Linked DNA regions of Oryctolagus cuniculus: region 1 is linked to region 2. A link is a contact called in public Hi-C data. All regions are on one chromosome and are shown on one strand. The core of a region is the stretch at or near the end of the contact, and the rest is flanking DNA. Distances in the headings are between cores, read along the strand shown.

The links. A called contact is a pair of places that touch in the nucleus more often than the background predicts.
Region 1: a Hi-C map of an unstated tissue shows a contact between it and region 2, with 2.3 times the contacts expected there. The contact joins two enhancer-like sites. A contact is called at or near these places in 2 of 6 Hi-C or Micro-C datasets (ear pinna and an unstated tissue).

What each region holds. Positions count from the first base shown.
Region 1 is chr4:94,370,349-94,374,815 of mOryCun1.1, forward strand. No RefSeq gene overlaps it. Among named protein-coding and RNA genes, the nearest start is that of VPS8, 25 kb to the right of the region's middle. Within about 2 kb of position 1,628, at least 1 of the 8 cell types and tissues checked has an H3K27ac peak or open chromatin away from gene starts, as enhancers often do.
Region 2 is chr4:93,918,695-93,923,113 of mOryCun1.1, forward strand. It overlaps FAM131A (family with sequence similarity 131 member A), which reads left to right. Exons shown (of 5, transcript XM_051818846.2): 5 at 1-510. CLCN2 (chloride voltage-gated channel 2) reads right to left here. Exons shown (of 24, transcript NM_001082751.1): 23 at 1,151-1,237; 24 at 429-1,012. The coding sequence ends at 818. Among named protein-coding and RNA genes, the nearest start is that of FAM131A, 10 kb to the left of the region's middle. Within about 2 kb of position 1,752, at least 1 of the 8 cell types and tissues checked has an H3K27ac peak or open chromatin away from gene starts, as enhancers often do.

The DNA of each region.
Region 1 (4,467 bases), core at 378-2,877, 450 kb after region 2:
CTGCTTGGGGTGCATGCCTTCCATATTGGAGTGCCTAGTGTGAGTGCCAGCTGCTCCACATTTCCAACCCAGCTTCTGGTCAGTGTTCCTAGGAGGCAACGGATGATGGTGCAAGTACTCCAGTTTCTGCCACCCACGTAGGTGACCCAGATGGAGTTTTGGCTGCTGACTTCAGCCTGGCCAAGTCCTGGCTGTTGAGGGCACTGGGGGAGTAAACCAGTGGATGGAAGCTATCTCTCTCTCTCTCTCTGCTTTTCTGATAAATATATAGATATTTTTAGAAGCTATGCTGCAGACTCTAGCCTCAGAATCAGCTCTTAATGCATTCGGATCTGGCTAAAAAGCCTATGAGAGTATCTCAGGCATGGAAAACCAAGATACTGTGGCAAAAAATGACCTAAATGAAAGATCTCTGTGAGTGAGATCCCAGTGGAAAGAAGTGGCCATCAAAGAAGGAGGTGCCTTTCTCTGAAGGGAGGAGAGAACTTCCACTTTGATTATGGCCTTGTCTAAATAAGATTGGAGTTGGTGAACTCAAGAGGCTTCCATAGCCTTGGCAGCTCATGACAAGAACCTCGGGTGATTACTGACATCATAAATAAGAGTGTCAATTGTTAAATCAACAACGGGAGTCACTGTGCACTCGCTCCCCATGTAGGACCTCTGTCCTTAATGTGTTGTACTGTGAGAATTAACGGTACAACTAGTCTTCAAATGGTACTTTATACTTTGTGTGTCTGTGTGGGTGCAAACTGTTATAATCTTTACTTAGTATAGAGTTGATCTTCTGTATACAAAGATCATTAAAAATGAATCTTAATGAAGAATGGGATGGGAGAGGGAGTAGGAGATGGAATGGTTTGGGGGTGGGAGGGTGGTTATGGGAGGAAGAACCGCTATAATCCAAAAGTTGTACTTTTGAAATTTATATTTATTAAAGAAAAGTTTTCTATTGGAAAAAAAAAAAACTATGCTGCAGACAGTTCACCTGGGGAAAGCAAGGGAGGAAACCACCGCAGGTGGAGGGAGCAGATACGCAAAGCGGGAAAGCATGAGGTCCTTGGTACATCCTGGACAAGCAGAGTGTGGTTGTACAGGAGCAGGAGGGGAGGCGAAGGGAGGCTGGAGGAGCAGGCAGGGGCCGGACCACTTCCTTCATGCTCTTGTCAAGGAGCAGCATGGAAGGGCCCTTAGAGGAACTCACAGATACCCGTGCACTTGTGAGAAAAGTCACCCTGGCTGCGGGATGAATTGGAGTGAAAACCAGTTAGGGAGCGATTACAGCAATGCTCAAGTGAAACAGTAAGAAACTGAAATAAGGCAGCAAAAGGAGAATTAAAAACAAATTTTAGGAGAGTGAATCAACAGGCCTTGGTGGTTGGTGAGACAGGGGTGGGGTGAAGGAGTGTGAGTGTTGAGGAGGAGTTCTAGGGTCAGGTTTGTAAACTGCAGTGACCACCAGCTGGGATGGAAGGAGCAGGTTTATGGGAAGGTGAAGGTAGGATACCGATGTGTTCAGTTTTGGACACCTTTGCAGCAATGAGGTGAGGCTACCTGAAGGGCCCCCACATGTGTGTAGGGAGGAGAGGCAATCGGATACATGGGCCCAGGCAGCCGTTGGCCACGGTTCCATCTTCTCTCCCCAGGCTGCAGGCAGTCCCTCACTGGGAGCCCAGTGACAGGAAACATTAGACAATGGAATGCAGAGTTGGCAAGGCTGAGTGTGATTAATGCAGAAGAAATGAAGTCAGTATCGGATGGCAACAAACCCAGACTCTGTAAGGCTGGGCGGAAGGTGATCAAAGGGGAAGGCATGAAGGTGGTAATGGACGCAACAAATGTTCCCTCCTCTAGATGGGGGGAGTCCTAAGTCATTCGAAGAGAGGAGAATTTAATAAAAGCCTGATGGTGCTTTATTTTTAGTGTCGACCTTTAACTCCATATAACAAAATTTGTCACTTACCTTATTCTTGCTTCAACATTTATTGAGCTCCTACTGCATGTTGGCCACCTTTATAAGAACTGGGGATCCAGGTGTGAATGAGACAACAGGCCTGGCTCTGAGCAGCCCAGCTCCTGAGAAGGAGGATGGGGAAACGAAGCAAGAAAATATTCAGTACCTGGGTATCTAGTCCCGGGGGCCAAGACAGCCCATGCCAGGGCAAACGGCTTGAGAAGCCCCCTCTTGCCCTGCTGGGTATCTGATCCATGCAGCTCTCTCACTCCCACCACCTTAAAGAGTACCAATTGTCTAATGTGGAAAAATGAAGTAAGATTAAAAGACACGGGGCCAGTGCTGTGGCATAGCAGGTAAAGCCACTGCCTGCAGTGCCGGCACCCCATATGGGTGCCAGTTCGAGTCCCAGCTGCTCCACTTCCAATCCAGCTCTCTGCTGTGGCCTGGGAAAGCAGTAGAAGATGGCCCAAGTCCTTGGGCCCCTGCACCCATGTGGGAGACCAGGAAGAAGCTCCTGGCTCCTGGCTTCGGATTGGCACAGCTCTGGCCGTTGCAGCCAACTGGGGTAGTGAACCAGCGGATGAAAGACCTCCTCTCTCTCTGTCTCTCTCTCTGTCTCTCTGCCTCTCCTTCTATCTCTGTGTAACTTCAACTTTCAAATAAATAAATAAATCTTTAAAAAAAAGATGAAAGAGGTCATGAAGAGGGAGAGGGGTTGCAGTTGAGAACAGGATGCTCAGAGAAGGCCTCCACGAGACGATGACATTTGAACAAAGTCTTGGAAAGCAGCATGAGCAAACGTGTGGCTGTCTGGGGGCAGATTCCCCGGTGGCAGGTGGGGATGGGGGTGCAGCCAGAGCAAAGCTCAAGACAGGCGCACACCTGGAGCAGGGAGATGAAGGGGAAAGAGCAGGACACTGGATCTGAAAGGGTCAGACAGTGCCTCTGCGGCCATTGCAAGGAGGAGCTTCCACTCTGAGTGAGACAGAAAGCCTTGGAAGGAATGTGGCATGACTGTGACTTCCTTTTTAATGAGCTCCATCTGGCTGCTGGGTTGAGACTACAGGACAGGGAGGAAGAGGAACGTCGAGGAAGCTACTGCGATGACCAAGGTGAGAGGCGATGGCAGCTCAGATGAGAGGCAGCAGGGGAGGTGAGGAGCAATCAGGATCTGGGTTCATTTGACACGGCCAACTGGATTGCTGATGGGTTGGCTGTATGGTGGGAGAAAAGAATGAGAACACAGTTTCTGACCTAAGCAATAGAAGAATGGAGTTTTTGCCATTTATTGATAAAAATAAGAGGCTGTGAAAGAAACTTGATTGAGCATAGGGCTTTAATTTCAGTACCTACTTGTGAACACGCAAAATGACTCCAACTCTTGCAGCAATCCCGAGTTACAGAGGACAAATGTGGACTCAGCACAATTTGCCTAGATCTCGCCCAGGTAATAAGGGACAGAACCAGGACCCAAACGAACCCACGCATGCTATTTGCCCTGTACTGCACTGGGTCAGGGGGTCCTCCCCCCCCCCCCCCCCCCCCCCCGGCAAGGAGCCAGGCAGAAACAAATGGTGAGCAGCTCCGGAACATAAACCTCTGTGTCATTCACCTCTCTAATCCTGGTATCAGGATTCGGTGGGAAGAAGGGTGAGTGACGTAACCCCAGGATGTAAGATAACCTGAATGCAGGTGTCCTCCAGGCACACTCCAGAGAGAAAGGGAGAGGAAGGGGTTGAGCATCTCAGCTCAGATCCTTCTCTCAAGTCCACTCTCAGATAAATCATTTGCACTCCCACGGAGAGGAGTAGGAAGAGAGGCCAGGAGGGTCACTCTAGCTGCAGTCCTCCCAAAGGGAAGCGCAAAGCACGGCAATGAGGGTGCTGCCCCCGTCGCCACCCACCCAGCACACAGCAGGTGCTCAGTCAGTGCTTACAGAGCTTTTCTTAAAGCTAAAATACAAACAAGAACTTACTATCCAGCACACACGACAGAAGGCAATTTACATATACATTTACTCATCACTCTAATCCTTATGAGGTAGGCACTATTTTTATTTCCATTTTACAAATGAGAAAATGGAAGCACTGGAAGATTACAGGTGTACACTCCATAAACCCATCATAAGTTGAAAATACCCTGAGTTTTAAATGCAAGGGGCTGGCACTGTGGCGTAGTAGGTAAGGCTACAGTGCCGGCATCCCATATGGGCACTGGTTCAAATCCTGGCTGCTCTACTTCTGATCCAGCTCTCTGCCATGGCCTGGGAAAGCAGTAGAAGATGGCCCAACTCCTTGGGGCCCTGTAACTTTGTGGTAAACCCAGAAGAAGCTCCTGGCTCCTGGCTTCAGATTGGCCCAGCTCCAGCTCTTGTGACCATTTGAGGAGTGAACCAATGGATGGAAGACTTCTCTCTGTCTCTCTGCCTCTCTGTAACTCTGCCTTTCAAATAAATAAATAAATCTTTAAAAAATAAAAACTTTTTAAAAAGAAGAAAATGTAAGTAACCC
Region 2 (4,419 bases), core at 502-3,001:
AGCACGGCTTGCAGCAGTGTTATCTACAGGGTGGAGCTGGAGGCAGGGATGGCTCTGGTTGATGCAGAGCTGTGGCTTCCGTGTCCTTCCAGGGAGGGCCACAAGGAGGCCTCAGGGGTGGCCAGGCCATCATTGGCAGATGACCGCGGGGCTGGAATTGTGCCAGCTGAGTGACTCTCCTTGGGGAGGGAAGGGGGTAGTGCCTTCCTTGGCTTTGGCAAAGGCCAAAGCTATGGTCTTGGGGGCTCCCTCCCCAGCCAAGGTGTTTATGACCAAGCAGTGGCAGATTTGGCATTCCAAGGACACCGGACTCTGGATTCTTATGGCTATGGGGAGGGGGCCAGCTGCAGAATGAGGAGCCTTGTAGACACTGGCAGGTAAGAGGGCCCATGGTAAGAACAAGAGCCAGCGGGCACAAGCATTCTATATATAAGTGGCTCATTAGGTGTTTATTTTGTTCTATTTAAGAATTTGTTTTATTAAATTAATATAAAAATCTTTGTAAATCTCTATATACATCTGGTCATTGGAGGTTCCAGTATAAACCCATCTTAGTTCTATCCCTTTCCCCTCAACGGGGTAGCGGGGGTCAAGTGACCCCACCCCCATGCTACCAGGGCAGTGCTGATCTTGCCCTTGGGACACCTGCTGCAGGAGGTGCTGGGTCAGTTTCCAGGCAGGATGAGCTCTGGGAGACGTTGGCAGGCCGGGTCTGGAGGTGGGGCTGGGGCTGCGGCTGTCTTCTGCTTTCCCAGGGCAGGAGGCGGCATGGGAGAGCTATATAATCTGGCCTGACAGCCACAGCCCACGCAGGGGCTCATTGGCACTTGTCGTCGCTGTCGGAAGGACTGCCCTCCCGGGGGAGGCCGTGGCGGGAGCGGGGCCCCCAAAGCGCGTGCACCTCGGTGGTCTCTGTGTCACTGCTGCTGGTAGCACTGTCTCGGAAGCTGGCGAGGGGCGGCCGGACCTTCACACCCTGTGCTGTGACAGAGCCCTCAATGGCCTTCCGGAGCTGCAGAGGTGAGAGGGGCAGGTGTCTGGACATAGGACTCCCAGCTTCTTCCCCGGCACTCCCCCTAGGTGAGCTGGGCATAAGCTCTCCTGCCTTTTATTTTTTTGGAAGTGGCTTCCAAGGCCACTGTCTTCTCACCTCCTTTAGCGTAACGATTCCAATGAGCCTGCCGATGCTGGTGACGTATGCGTGGTCCACTCCCAGCAGCGAGAAGATGGTATGAGTCTGTGGAGGAGGGAGAAAGCGCAATGGGCTCGATGTGGCCAGGCAGCGATCCGTTCCAGGGGGCTCAGGACTAGGTGGGGGGGTGGGACAGAAGGGGCACCACAGATGGCAGAGGAGGGGACAGGACTGCTGGAGGGAAAATAATAAGAATGCTTCTGTGTCCCCCGGCCTCAGAAACGTGATAGAATCCTTGTGTTGATGAGACAGAGGAATCTTCCCGGCATGTTAGAAGGATGCAGTTGAGAGCGCTTGCTCAAATATGAAATCTAATGCCTGGCCGGGCTCCGTGCTAGGTCTCACATTATTCAGTTTCAGCACTGTCTTGAATAGGGACACCGACTCGACAGGAACAGCAGCATAGGTACAGCCATTCTACAGGAACAGCAGCATGAGGCTCAGTGGTAAAGTGGCTTGCTCTGGGGTTCTGGGTGGGTCGTCAGCTCTGCCCAGCCCTCTCCTGCAGGTGCCCCCTTAGGCATAGGTAGACCCAGGAGCAAGTTCCTACCCCCCACTTCCTACCAATGGCCCTCATGGATGACACCTGCTTCCCATCTGCCCTCTAGCTAGCTGGCCACTTCCGCTATCTCCTCTCCTTGGTTGTATTTAACACCGTGGGCTTGGCTGGCCTGAAGTGTGCGCTCGCTCGCTCTGTTTGCCTCTTCTGGAGCCCTAGCAGCACCCTGGGGCCTGTGTGTGTGTGTGTGTGTGTGTGTGTGTGTGTGTGCGTGCGTGCGCGGGGCTGCAGCTTACAGGCCAGTCATCCCCCTCCCCATGTTTTTCTTGCTGTGGGCCCTCTAGCTTTCCAGTGTAATCACTGAGGGCTCAGAAGTTGTCAGCCAGTTCCCCTTGCTCTCAGAGTGGATTTTCTTGGGCCAGATGTCTTGAAAAATACTGTCCTGACTCAGCAGTTCCTGGAATTTTTGGCCGATCATGATCACTCTGCTCTGAGTTTGCTTGTAAGCCTCTCAGCTTAATATGTGAATCAAGATGAGCAGTAATAATCCCGGTTCTTGAGTACCAGTTACTCAAAACTCATTTTAATACTTTGGAATTCTTAGGAAGGGATTTCTAGCACTTTCCTCAGGTTCTCCATCCAAGGCATGAAAGTACTTATAAGAAGGAACAAGAAGTTCAGTTTGAGAATAAGCTGTGTTCCTTCAATATCTGTAACAGAATGACCACGTGGTTAGCCAAGTTGCTCCTCATATGCAGCTTGAATCCTACACGCTACAGCTTAACATTCATTTCCCAACTTGTCCAACTTCAGGGAGAAATGTCTTTATTATGAGGTTTCCCATTAAAAAAAATCCCTTAGCTTTGCCTCCTGGCAGTCAAATAATCCCTTCCATCTTCTCCCAAGGAACCTCCCAAGTAGTTCCCTTGGAAATTCTTTTTCTCCACAATCTTAATCACGGCGAGTTTCTGGCAGGTGATTTGCCTTTTAGGTAATAAACCCCTTGTCCCTAGCAGTCACCAAGCCGTCCCAGTCTGTTTCAGAACGTGCGGGCTGTTTTCCTACACTTGCAGTTCCCTCAGGACGGGGGCTTCAGCCTGTTCTGGAAACCCCCCATCACGTTACCCGTCAGCCGTTCGTTACGCCGCCTCCGCGAGTGGCCCTTGGTCCTCCCTCAGGACGCGGGGTGGCCGTCACTCCTGACACCAGCTGGGGGCACGACTCTTAAGTGCTTCACATGTTTCAGGTTCCCTAATCCTCACAAAATCCCGAGGTGTGATCCCATTGTTGAGATACAGCAAGAGACGTGCAGAGACTAGGACATGTGCCAAGGTTATCTAGTCAACTGGCACGCGGCAGAGGCAGGGTTTGGGTTCAGATGCTGTGGGTAGCCGCTGCATGGACGAGGCATGGGGCTGATGCACAGGTCCCTGAACGGCGCCCGTGCAGCCCGTCTCCTCTCTGAATGGGCTGCTGCTTGGTGATGGCTCAGGCCAGCAAGGACATTCTGAATTCTAATCTTTCATGTTCTGATCACTTCCAGTTCTTGGTGCTTTCCTTGGTGGGTTCCTTAAAGGCTTCGTCTCTTCCTCTGATTTTTAGGCTTGTTACAAACAGTGACTTTGTTCTTTTTCATCTTAATTTAATTAGACACCAGATTGCCTCATTGGAAGGCCAGGGCCTGGGCTTGGGAACAGTGAGCTGACCGGGAAAGGGACAACATGGCCTTCTCAAAGCATCCTGGGAGCGGAGCCAGGAACTCAGAAATCTGGGCCTGACCGCTATCCTGACTTGGGCAAATGGCGTCCTCACTGCACGCCTCAGTTTCCCCATATGTAAAGTGGTTAAGACCTCTCTCTCACTAACTCTGCCTGTCCAAAAAAAAAAACCTTCACGTGTCGGGGCAGATCATCTAGGCTCCCAGGCCCAATTCTGCTGGTGCGATCTGGCGCAGCTTCTTAACTCTATCCATTTCCTCATCACTAAGAGCTGGAATATCACAATGTCCATCTTCTCCTCGTGCGCTTGTGAGCCTTAAGTCAAACACGTGAGTAGCAAAGTGCCCGGCACCTCAGGAGCATGCAACAAACATCAGCATTGCCGCCTTGCGCATCGCCCCGGGGGAGGCTGGAGGATGAAGTGAGACGGCGGGTTGCAGTGGACATGCATTTAGCAGTCCTGGGAAGAAGGACTCTCAATACCAGCCCAGCGTGTGCGGCTCCATTTTTCCTGCACCTGCACTGTGGTTCCGTGCTTGTTTTGATCTGAGGTCTCCATCGAAGGCCTATAAAGTCCTTGTCACTACCTGCTTTTTTATGTCATTTTTGTCCTTCCTGCCTGACTTCACTCTGCCGGCTTGGGCACAGCTCGTGTCTCAACCCGACGCGGCTCAGCACCTGGCTTTCAGAGTGTTTCCCTGCCGCCTGCCTCCTGCTTCTCGGTGGAGGTTTGCACCTTGAGATTGCCCAACATTTAGCTAAGACCCCCCTTGGCTTTGCCGGTCCCAGGAGCCGTCCTGCCAGCCTGCCGGGCTGTCCCGCATTTGCCGCCTTCCCCTGAAGCTTGCCCTCCACACCCTGCAGGTGCCTCTGCCCTGGAAGCAGCCCTCCACAGAGAACCCGACTTCCCTGGTGCCTGCCTCACCCACCGCTGACCTGGCTGGCCTCACTTCCTCTCCCTTCCTGGAGCCCGTTTTGCCCTTCTGCTGAGCTATCTGCCTTTGTTCCTA